Regions from separate parts of the Sus scrofa genome. Here region 1 is linked to region 2. Evidence: chromatin contacts called from public Hi-C data. All regions are on one chromosome and are shown on one strand. Each heading gives the region's core, a stretch centred on a gene start, on an enhancer-like site or on the middle of the called end of the contact. The rest is flanking DNA. Distances are from core to core; before and after follow the strand shown.

What was found. A called contact is a pair of places that touch in the nucleus more often than the background predicts.
Region 1: a contact with region 2 is called in a Hi-C map of liver, with 2.8 times the contacts expected there. The contact joins the promoter of C6H16orf70 here to the enhancer-like site in region 2. A contact is called at or near these places in 12 of 47 Hi-C or Micro-C datasets (alveolar macrophages, embryonic fibroblasts, epiblast stem cells and 5 more) and 2 of 2 datasets of contacts at active chromatin or transcription factors (alveolar macrophages and skeletal muscle).

The regions. Positions count from the first base shown.
Region 1 is chr6:27,754,202-27,760,217 of Sscrofa11.1, forward strand. It overlaps C6H16orf70 (UPF0183 protein C16orf70 homolog), which reads left to right and starts at 3,375. Exons shown (of 17, transcript XM_021094040.1): 1 at 3,375-3,481; 2 at 3,598-3,718. The coding sequence starts at 3,655.
Region 2 is chr6:27,660,065-27,666,228 of Sscrofa11.1, forward strand. It overlaps the pseudogene LOC110261349. Among named protein-coding and RNA genes, the nearest start is that of CBFB, 21 kb to the right of the region's middle. Within about 2 kb of position 3,422, at least 12 of the 83 cell types and tissues checked have an H3K27ac peak or open chromatin away from gene starts, as enhancers often do. A contact at or near this core is called in alveolar macrophages and liver, where this site is marked.

The DNA.
Region 1 (6,016 bases), core at 2,125-4,624, 94 kb after region 2:
GCCTCCCCAACATTGTTCTTCCTCTTTCTTGGGTTTTCCAAACTAAAACAATGTTTTTCACTGCTGACAAAAAAATTAATCAGTTGATCTAGAAAAGAAGCAGAATATTTTATTTGAGCCAAATTGAGGATTATAATCCAGGAACCACATCTCAGAAAGCTCTGAGAACTGTTCCATTAGAGGTCAAAGCACAGTTACGTTTTTGAGACAGAGCACTGTACATTAAATGACGTTATTGTCAACAATTCAGGTTCCCATTGTGGCGTAGCGGAAACAAATCTGACTAGGAACCATGAGATTTCGGGTTTGATCTCTGGCCTTGCTCAGTGTGTTAAGGATCCGGCGTTGCCGTGAGCTGTGGTGTAGGTTGCAGACACGGCTTGGATCCAGCGTTGCTGTGGCTCTGGCGTAGGCCGGTGGCTACAGCTCCGATTAGACCCCTAGCCTGGGAATCTCCTTATGCCGTGGGAGCGGCCCTTTGGCAAAAAGACAAAAAAAAAAAAAAAAAAAAAAACCCAAAACAATTCAGGCATTCCCCGTCATGGCTCAGAGGAAACAAATCTGACTGGCATCCATGAGGACCCGGGTTTGATCCCTGGCCTTGCTCAGTGGGTTACAGATCTGGCATTGCCATGAGCTGGGGTGTAGGTCTCAGAGGCAGCTTGGATCCCAAATTGCTGTGGCTGTGGCGAAGGCTAGCAGCTGCAGCTCCAATTCAACCCCTAGCCTGGGAACCTCTATGTACTGTGAGTGTGGCCCTAAAAAGACAAAAACAAAAACACAAAAAACAGTTCACATAATCCAGATCACGCATGCCGGGCAAGTAATGGATCATGGGACATTGTGGCCCCTTAAAAGATTAAGAATGAAGGTTATCTCAAGGAATTGTGACCCTTGATGAGATTAAAAAGGAATGTTACCTCCTGAGGAGGTCTGGGTAGTGCAGATGCACAACACACTTAAAAGGGAGGGTGGAGACCAAAATTTTATGTTAAAAATTTCCTTTTCTTGACTTCTTAAAATGTGAATTTTATTTCACCATCAACATTGTTATCCAAAGTGTGTGGGTTTCTTGTTCCTCTCTCACATCCCTCTTTGTCCACCAGAAATAAATCCTTCCAAGTATTTTTTAAATAGGAGAACCATTAGTCTAATTGGATTTGGGTTCGATTCAGACATTACAAATTGACTAAGATTACACCCAACCAACCTTAGAAGTTTTTCTTTCCAGGTCTCCTTCCCAGCAATATCTAGGCCAGCTGCCCAACAACGTATCTTTATGTATTGTTTGAGTGTAGGTTTCTTTCTTTTTTGGCCACAATGTGCAGTGGCTAGATGCAGAATCTCAGTTCTCAGACCAAGGATTGAACCCAAGCCACAGCAGTAAAAGTACTGAATCCTAACCACTAGACCACCAGGGAACTCCCTCCTAGACACATCTTTTTTTTTTTTTTTTTTTTTTTTTGCTATTTCTTGGGCCGCTCCCGCAGCATATGGAGGTTCCCAGGCTAGGGGTCGAATTGGAGCTGTAGCCTCTGGCCTACGCCAGAGCCACAGCAACGCGGGATCCGAGCCGCGTCTGCAACCTACACCACAGCTCACGGCAATGCCAGATCATTAACCCACTGAGCAAGGGCAAGGACTGAACCCGCAACCTCATGGTTCCTAGTCGGATTCGTTAACCACTGCGCCACGACGGTAACTCCCTAAACACATCTTTAATGCTTGCCATGTGTGGTAAGAAGTAAATGTCCCTGGCCCCCAGCCTCCTTCCCAGTATTAGGTATTATTGATAATTTTATGTTTTTCTTTCAAGAAATGTTCTCCTTTTTTCAGTATGGCCACTTTTATTTGTTTTTACAGAAAAAAATGGGTCATAATACTACAATTTCGCACCTAGCTTTTTTCTTGTGGAGGTCATTCCACATCAGCATATAGGGACATATCTCATCTTTTAAAAACTCATCCTGTTATATATATGTCAGAGTTTAGTTGGTCACTTCCCTACTGATGGACATCTCAATGACTCAGTTCTATTAGTCTGGCAAAGGATGCTGCAATTGGACAACCTTCTCCATGTTTGCTTTAATACAAGTAGCAGTGACTTCAAGGTATTTTGTGTGTGTGTGTGTTTTGTCTTTTTGTCTTTTCTAGGGCTGCACCCACGGCATATGGAGGTTCCCAGGCTAGGGGTCTAATCAGAGCCATAGCCACCGGCCTACACCACAGCCACAGCAACACACAGGGTCCGAGCCGCATCTGTGACCTACACCACAGCTCAAGGCAATGCCAGATCTTTAACCCACTGCGAGGCCAAGGATCGAACCCACAACCTCATGGTTCCTAGTCGGATTCATTAACTACTGCGCTACGACGGGAACTCCTGACTTAAAGTTTTGATAGAGCCTCCACGTTCCACTCCTACTAGTTTTAAGAATTTAGCTTGTCATTTTCTCCCCTGCTAAAAACCTTCCTCCACAGGCAATGTAATATTAAGAATTTGAGTTCTAACGCCTAGGACCACGAGCCATTCAGCTTCTCTGGGCGTCAATTTTTTTTTTTTTTTTTTGCCTGTAAAGTGAGATATAACCAATCTTAGTCTCAGGGTGGATGTGACAATCCAGACACTGCGTCCATGTGCGTCCATGAAGAGTTGGCTCCATAAGATGTCAGTATTAGAGTACCCAGAGCCCGAACTAAAAGCTTTTAAATGAGGAAACTGAGGCATAAAGACAAGACCTTTGGTCAAGACCCCACAGAGTCAGCGACACAGCCGACTCTGACTCAGTCTGAGCTTCAGCAGCCTCGGGATCCCAGCCCTGGGGCCTGCGCACAGCACGAAGTAGTCAGTCAGGACGTCCTCCCCTACCTAGTCCTCTCCCCTAACTCCCCCCGCCCCTACACACGCACTTTGAGTACGACCCGAGACCCAGGGGCTGCAGTGAGGAGTCATTCCTGGCCAACTAGAGGTAGCTGCTGCCGGGGTCGGTCTTGGCCCCAACCGGGAGCGGCAGGGCGCTCGCGGGCCTTGTACTTTGAGACTCCGTGTCCTCCCTCCCCGGTGGGCCTCAGAGGGTACGCCCTCATAACTCGCCTTTTGAGCCCAGTGAATGTGGTTGAGACGTACGCGTAGACGGCAGACGGGTGCTATATAGCCGTGTTACATGTATGTGTTGCCCGGTTCACACATCTTCGTGTGGAACGTGTGCGATGTGGTGTACAGATGTGGGGGTTCACGGAGTACGATGCTCCTGGTTCCAAGAGAGCCCGCACTTCCGTATGGTACCGTAAGGCATCTATAACAGCCGCCTATCCGGAGTTTGCGCGTGCGTGACTCCGCCTTGGTCCCGCTCTAACCGTGGAAATCCCGCCTTCGCCCCGCCTCCGCCACACTTTACGGCCCGGCACGCCACTTTTGCCGCAGACGCTCCAGCTCCCGCTGCCGCTGCTGCCCCAAGCCGCCGCGGCTGCTGTCGGTGAGGTGAGGTGTGGTGAGGTCAGGTGAAGTTTGTGGGGCCGGTAGCGCTGGCGACTCGGTGGGAGGTGGCGAGCAGGGCCAGGGGGCGCGGTGGGTCACCCGCTACTTTGTCTCTTCAGCTCCGCTGCCATCTGCGCTACGGCAGGGAGGCCGCCTTGGCCCGGCGAGCCGAACCAATGCTGGATCTGGAGGTGGTACCCGAACGCTCTCTGGGGAACGAGCAATGGGAATTCGCGCTGGGTGAGTGGTATCCTCTCTCACGACCCTACTCGCCGATCCTTCCTTCCTTCCTGGCCCTTCCCACCTCTGGCCTCCTCCCCTTACCCTCCTGCGCCCACGGCTCCTCAGCTCTTTGGGCTCCGGGCACTAGACACCCTCTCCTACAGTCCCGACTCAGTAGCCTATCGCACAGCCGGGCCTTGAAGTCCCTTTCTTCCGTCCTCCGCAGGCCTCTCGAGGGGGCAGTGCTACAGTAATAATAACAATAATGGCTGACGCACCCCAAACACTAAACTCAAGGCCAGGCCCTGCTCTCTGGTGTCTAATTATCTCAAGTATGCCTCCGGGGACTTGATGGTAGCTACTATTGTTATTACTATCCTCACTTTGTGGACCGAATAGCTTAGGAGTGACTGACACCGCCACTGTAGTCTGTCTCTTTGCTTTTCTGGGCTGTTGATTGCCTCTCCGGAAGGAGAAACCTAGGCACCTTTACGATCATCAGATGTTGGGGGTCTGGTCAAGAGAGTTGAGGAGAGTTTGTGTGCGTTAAAGGAACTTTTGTCTAGTTTTCTTCTTGTTTTTAATGTGGTCAATATGTGGTGTAATCCTAAACCTAATCCTTAGTGGACAGAGTTAAAAGTTGAATGAGACAGGAGTTTGGGGAAAGTAACATTTAGTTTGTGGGGAATGCAGTTTGGACATTTTGTGGGTTTGGGCCCATTTTTCGCTATCCTTAATGTCACCACTTTAACGTGTACAAGTATTTGCATTCGGTAACCCCAGAGTGTGTTTACTTTTATTTTCCAGCACTAGGGAAAGGGGGTGGAGAGCAGGTGTCTGTGCTGTTTGTACAGGCTTGAACTTTTGTCACACTAATTATGGCTACTGGACTGAGTCAGCTGCTCCATTGGGCTATATCTTATCCTTGAATCTGGAAGACTTATATTTATGGAGATAGAGTAGGTGAGAAACTGCAGAACAGATGTGCTGATAGGACTCTGCCGGTGCTCTGTGTCTCCGTGAACTGAACAAGCCTCCTCTGGGTTGTGGGAGCTGATTTGGTTTATTGAGAATTTTCAGCTAACTTCTCTCAAAACTTATACCTCTCCTCAGAGTTCTTCACAGAATTTTAGCTGGTAGGAAACACTCCAGCTTCTTGTGAAGCACCAAGAACTTGATTGGGAAGCTAGTGATAGCTTAGTTTCCAAGCCCATTTGTTATGCTGATGCTGTTTGGCTTCTAGGTGGGAAAGAACCTTCCCTAACCACAGCTTTGGCTCATACTAGGGTTTCACAGGGCAGAGTGAAAACCACAGCCATCGCTTCAAACTATGCTTGATGGTGCAACTAGGTTGTGGATCTCTGTGGTACAGTCTTGGTCACAGGTAATGATTAGGATGGAATTTCCTGGTGGCTCAGCTAGTGAAGAATCCAGGGTTGTCACTGCTGCAGTTTGGTTTGCACCTATGATGCAGGTTCAGTCCCTGATCCATGAACTTCCATGTGCCATGGACACAGCCCAAAAAAAAGTAATGATTTTAGGGTATCATTTGAGATTTCAAAAAATTGGGTGGGAGAATAAGACTTGATACACTAACCCCTACTCCTAACTTTGCCAGTTTCTAGTAACCAACGGTTTGGGTAGTTCCTTCAAACTGCCTAGAGAGCAACCACAAACAGTAAAAAGAGCACTTCTTTACACTGGGTTCAGAATTAAACTTTGAGGGAAAGCTCATAGAGGGTACCTGCAATTTGGTGATTACTTTGTGTATCTTAAAAATTACATCTGCCCAGAGTTCCCATCATGGTGCAGTGGTTAACAAATCTGATTGGGAACCATGAGGTTGTGGGTTCTATCCCTGCCCTTGCTCAGTGGGTTAAGGATCCAGCATTGCCATGAGCTGTGGTGTAGGTTGCAGACCCGGCTTGGATCTCGCGTGGCTGTGGCTCTGGCATAGGCCTGCGGCTACAACTCCGATTAGACCCCCTATCCTGGGAACCTCCATATGCCGAGGGAGCGGCCCGAGAAAAGCCAAAAAGCAAAAAAAAAAAAAAATTACGTCTGCCTTAGGTTACATTTTTAGGCTTAAGTCACCCCAACCCTGTAAGGTAACTTCTGTTTGCCAGATAAGGAACAGGCTCAGAAAGGTAGGTTAAAAAGTAGCTGAACAGGAGAGTTCCCGTCGTGGCTCAGTGGTTAACGAATCCGACTAGGAACCATGAGGTTGCGGGTTTGATCTCTGGCCTTGCTCAGTGGGTTAAGGATCCAGTGTTGCCGTGAGCTGTGGTGTAGGTTGCAGACTCGGCTCGGATCCTG
Region 2 (6,164 bases), core at 2,172-4,671:
TGGATGGTGTGGATTAGGAAAGGCTGGAGCAGGTTTGAGGCACATTAAATCTGAGGTGCCCAAGGGGTAGGATGGGAAGGTCCCTGATATAGTTGTTCCCCCCAACTTGGGCAGCAGAGAAAGGCTAGGAGCTATCAGTGCAGGTAATTGGGGCCATGGGAACCATGGGGTCCACTCTGCCTACATTTCTAGCCCAGCAACAGAGAGAGGCTCTTACTGGTTGTTAAACAGCAGAACCATTGCAATATCACCAGATCCCTCTGGGACCCCTGGGGAACATTGTGCAAACCAGGACATGGATGCCCAGAGGCAGGAAAGCACTGGCTCTAGAACTCTGACCCAGAACTCCTGACTCCCTCTCAGCTTCTACCTTCACTGGGCCCCTTCAGGCTGCCCATCCATGGCCACACAGACATGCAAAACTGCTCAAGTGGACCCCACTTGTGCATCTATGGGTACCATGTTCCCCCACCCCCGGCAGATGACATCACCCTTAGCCTGGGGTCTCTTCCATCGGGCCATTTCCCAGAGTGGCACTGCAGTACTCAGAATCTTATCACTCCTGACCCAGTGAAGGTGGCCAAGGTAGGGACCTCCTCTCCCCCAGGGTCCAGCAAGGAGAGGCAGGATAAGGGCAGCCCCGAGCACATCCTCTCTTCACAGAAGATTGCCCGTCTGGCAGGTTGCAACCACAGCAGCACAAAGATTCTGGTAGACTGCTCGAGGGCACGATCAGAGACCGAGATGATGCGTATGTCCAAGAAGATGGTAGGTGGAAGTTCCTTCCAGCTCTCTGACCCAGCTGCCTGCAAACAACTCTTCTGACCTGATACCCAGACCACCCCAGGGACCCTGACTCAGGAGCACATTGGGGAGACTCCCTTTAACTCTAGTCCGCTTCTCTTCCCAAAGAGATTCTTCCACCTGCACTCCCATGAAGACCCGGAAGAGATGAACAGGCTCCATTCTGTAATCTGAGCAGTTATTGAACATCTACTGGGCTCCAGGTATTTAGGATACTCGGTAAACTATTTAGGCCAAAGTCTTTTGCCCGTGGGGCTGGGGTTCCAGTGAGGAGAGATAATAAACCCTACAAATAAATGAATATTCACCTCTGTAGGGAGTGATAAGTGAATAGCAACAATAGGAGCAGGACAAGGAGGCTGGGCATGTGGGGAGGGATGGGGTTTTCTTTTTTCTTGTTTTTTGTATTTTTTTTTCAGGGCCTGACCCAGGCTCAGGTTGCACCTGTGCCCTACCTTTTGGGTGTCAACAACCCAGAGTTCAGTTGGTTCTTGCCTTTTGTAAGTAAAGAGGAGGGCTGCCCACTGCAGTGGGGGTAACAGAGGGTGCCTCTTGAGCAGGGCTGGGCACTAGGTCAGATCCCAGTGGCCCCTCTGGGAATGCCCCGTGCTTGGGGGCTTCCTGCAGTCTCTGTGTAGTGAGAGCTGGCTGGGAACAATGGGGGGAGAGAAGTGTAGTCTCTTGGACGTTTGGGGCCCCAGAATCTTAGGTCATAGTTTGGATGGGTTATCCTGTCCATTTCTTATCCTCCAGGCAGCTGTATATCCTGAGGCTCTCCCTTGCTCCTGCGTCAGGGTAGATGACCCATCTCAGGAGTGGGGGACCCTCCAGGCCCCCACTTCATTGGTGGTGATGGACAGGTTGGGAACAGAAGTGCAGGAAAGGGTCATGGGCTCTTCCTGGGCTTTGTGCTCTGAGAACTCACCATTTACATGGGCAAGAGCCTTGGGGCCTGGTGTAGCACTGGTGGGAATCCCTCCTGATGTTTGGGACTGGCCTACACCTGGGTCTTTGTCTTGTGGAGCAGATCGTGACACTCCCGATAAGCCAGCGCCCTCTGAGGAAAGAAACCATCTCCAAGGTGCACTGGCATACCCGCACCCTGTTGGTGAGGGGCCGTGCTGTCAGGGGTGCTCAGTTTGGTTGGACAAGGCTGACCGCCCCCCCCGCCCCGCTTTTTACCTAGTAGCTTCTCTTCACAAAGGGCTCCCGGCCAGAACAGAGGTCTTTCTTGGGAGGCCTGGGGTTTGGCACGGAATCAGATGGCTGCTGGTGGGCAAGTCTCCTGGGGCTTCTTCAGGGACACGGCAGGCAGTTCTCATGCAGCAAAAACATAGGGGTAAGAATCATCAAAGAGGGAGACCTTCCTGGGAAGCTCCCTGTCTCCCTTCCCCCAGGCCAAAAACCCCTGGGGCTGCTGAGCCTGGGTCCAGTTACTGGTGTGCCCACCTCCGGCCCAGCTGGCACCCCATACCTCAGGGTGGATGTGGCTTCCCCAGCCAGAATATCACCAAGGAGCAATTACCACTGGTGATGGAGGAGTACCTGGGTGATATCGATGACCATGACTGGAAAATGTTACAGAGCCGTCTGGAAGACCTAGCTGGGGGCGCTACCTTTGGGCACTCCACGCTGTAGGCTGCCCGCCATCACTGAAGTATGTGGGGTCCCTGGGAGTGGGCACCCCCTGTCCACTCCTGCCACTGGACTTACCAAGTGCTCACCCATGCTCTCTGTTCCTCTGGGCTGGTGTAGGATTCCACGTGGCCACAAAAGAGGCAGCATGCTATCAACTGTGAGAGAAGAGGGGCTGTTCCCTGGGGCTGAGGAGGGCAAGACCAAGGTCCGCCCAGAGGAGACAGCCTAGCATGTTCAGGGAAGAACTGACAGACTTAGGGGCACCTTGGAGATCCTGCCCAGGCTGACCAGGGCTTGGGCAACATGTGGGTGAGAGGTCACAGGAGGGGCTGCAGAGGTAGACAGTGAAGAACCGTAAATGTTAAACAGAGAGAGGCAAGTTCAGAAAGGCTTCTGCGATCCTTGCCACAATCCCATGAATTATTTTCATGTCCTCAGTTGGCAGATGAGCTACAGCTCAGAGAGGTTGAGTGAGTTGCCCCAGGTCACGTGGCTAATGAATGGCATGGACAGGATTCAAATCTGCTCCCTTGGTTCTGAAGCCCAAGCTCTTTACCCAGCTTGATGCAGGTGGGTGGAATTCGTGGGTTGGATGAGAAGCCCAGGCCAGGCCATTTCCTGCAGCCCCTCTCAGTTTCCCTGTTCATAGATGCTGGCTTCCCTGTCTACGTGTACAAATTGAGCACCACACTCCCAGCATCATTACCAATCCCGCACTGATGGTGCAGACCATGGGGATGAGATCGGCTTCATCTTCTGGAGGCCCTTCTCCAAAGGGGCTACAGCCCCACCTGCCACCCACGCTGGACTTCCAGTCTCCCCACCTTTGTATTCTGACCCACCTTCCATTGCTGATCACATGTCAGCACCCCATGCTCTGTTCCAAACGCCACATTCCATTCTGCCTCCAGGAAGGAGAAGGTGCTGAGCCTCTGGATGATGAAATACTGGGCCAACTCTGCCAGCACAGGGTGAGTCTGGGCCCCTGACTCATCTGGGCAGTCATTCTAAACCTGATGACCAGCTGTTTCAGATACTTGTCCTTGCATGTCCCACAGAAAATGTGTGATCAACCCAAGCAGAATGTCCCATCTTTCCCTAGTCAGTCACCAGGTCCTCGATGTCCCTAGAATAGGTTCCTCTTTGTCCCATGACCACACTCTTCACTCACTCAAGCACTCCACAGTCACTGTCAATGCTCTCTCATGCCCAGCTCAATACTGGGAGCTGGAGTTCAAGGCTATCACAGACATGACCCCCTTCTCCAGAGGCTTGTTAATGTTTAACAGAAACATCAGGGGAGTTCCCGTCGTGACTCAGCAGTTAACGAACCCAACCAGTATCCATGAGGACTCGGGTTCAATCTCTGGACTCCTTTGATGGGTTAAGGATCCAGTGTTCCCATGAGCTGTAAGGTAGGTCTCAGGTGCAGCTCAGATGCCACGTTGCTGTGGCTGTGGCGTAGGCTGGCAGCTGTAGCTCTGATTTGACCCCTAGCCTGGGAACCGCCACATGCCTCAGGTGTGGCCCTAAAAGCAAAACAAACAAACAAAAAACATCAAATTACAATCTGGTTTAGTGAGGATTGTGTTGCGGGATCAGAGGCACTTTGAGAGCATCAAGGGGTGTCTGACCAAGCTGGGCTGTGGGGGGGTGGGGGGGGTTCCCTGGCAGAGATGCCTAGTTCCCCATCTCCACATTCTCTCTGCATTCTGTCCATCTTCCTATGACACTCAAGGGGTCTTTCTGAATTATCACCTCTTCAAACTCTGCATGGCTTCCCTCTGCTCCCAGGTAAAGTCCCATCCCCTTAGCTTGGCACAAAACTTTTTAAAACACTTCCTGTTTCAACTCCTCTCCGGATCCATCCTCTTCACACATTCCGTGTTTTTACCTAACCCTGTACTTGCGCTTCCTCCCAAAGCCCTGGGCCTTCATACCTCCAACCCTTTGCCCATACTGTTCCCTCTGCCTGGAAGGTGCCTCATTGCTATACGCTTTCCTCTTCTTTCTTGAAGATCTAAGTATCATCTCTGAAAAGCCTTCTTGGACCCCCAACTCCCAAGGCAAGGTGAATGAGGGAAGGGTGAGAGAAGGAGGCAAGATGAGGCAAGGTGAATGAGAGAAGGGTGAGAGAAGGAGGCAAGATGCACAGGAATAATCCTCTCTTCTGGGCAGAAACCCCAATGGTGGGAAGCTGCCCCACTGGCTATGTTACAACAAGGATGAGAAGTACTTGCAGCTGGATTTAACCACGATGGGGGTGTGAAGCTTAAGGAGGAGAAAATGGCCTTTTGGATGAGGCTGCACCAGCACTAAGGACTGAGAAGCAGGGCAGTTCTGAGGCTGGCTATGCAGGAGGGAGTCTTAGGGGTTGTCCCACCTCCCAGGCCTTGAGGAGATTAGCCATAGACACATCTGGGACAAGCATCTAGGCTCCCTGTTGCTTCAGTCTAGAGCCAGAGATTTAGCCTTTGTTTGGGGCCCTGAACCACCCCCTTTAGCCTGACATGCCAGAATGCCCACCTATCTCACTGACCATCAGTTAGTCCAGGCCCTTTCACTGCCCTACTGTGCACAGCTACTCAGACTCAGAACAAATGCTTCTCCCCCTTCTCCAAATCCTCCCACCCATCAAGGTCTACTTAAAGCCACTTCTTATGGGAAGTCCACCCAGACTGCCACCGCTCCTATCATTGCACCTAGCTTGCTATTTACCATTTAATCCTGTGCAACTTTATGCCTGTTCCCATTGGCCTGAGGCCTTGGGCAGGTTATATGTTACAAGGAGTGAAGCTTTGATAGCTTGGAATCTTCTGTTCCCTCCATACCCAGTTCCCCAGGGCCCCTCCAAAGCCTGGACGCAGGAATGATCCTCAATAAGAGCATATGACTTGCCCTGAATGTTTCCATCTGTCAGATGGTTGGGTGAAGTAGATAGTTTCTCAATGGGAGACCATGGAGGAAGGGAGCGCTGCCACCTGCTCCCTGTGAGGCTAAGCCTCCTCTGCTCACGCAGTCAAGGGGAGCTGCAGCAGAGTCGCCTGGCCTGCAGAACACTTGGCTTTTTTCCTTGTTGTCTCAAGTGCACCCCTCAGGACATCCACATTCTGAGCTCTCTGTCCATTGGATTAGGTCTTGGTGTTGCATCCAGACTCCTCACTCTCTGGTGTATCTAGCAACCTGACCTGGGCACACCCCAGCCCGTCCCACAGGTTTTTGTTTGGTTTTGGTCTCTCGCCTTCCTTCCTTCTTTCCTTCCTTTCTAGGGCCACATCTGCAGCATGTGGAAGTTCCCAGGCTAGGGGTCCAATCGAAGCTGCATCTGCCAGCCTACGCCACGGCCACAGCAACTCAGGATCTGAGCCGCATCTGAGACCTACCTCACAGCTCATGGGAACACTGGATCCTTAACCCACTGAGTGAGGCCAGGGATTGAACCCACATCTTCATGGATACTAGTTGGGTCCCTAACCCCCTGAGCCACAACAGGAACTCCCGTTTTGGTTTCTTTGTGGGGTTTTTGAGTGCTCAAGTATGCCTAACACAAAATGTACCATTTTAACAATTTTAATTTCAGTGACAGTGAGTATGGTCACATTACCATCACTACCATCCATCTTCAGAACTTTTTCATCATCCCAAACTGAAACCCTGTATCCATTAAACAATAACTCCCTATTTCCACTCATCCCCAAACTCTGGTACCCACTCTTCTACTT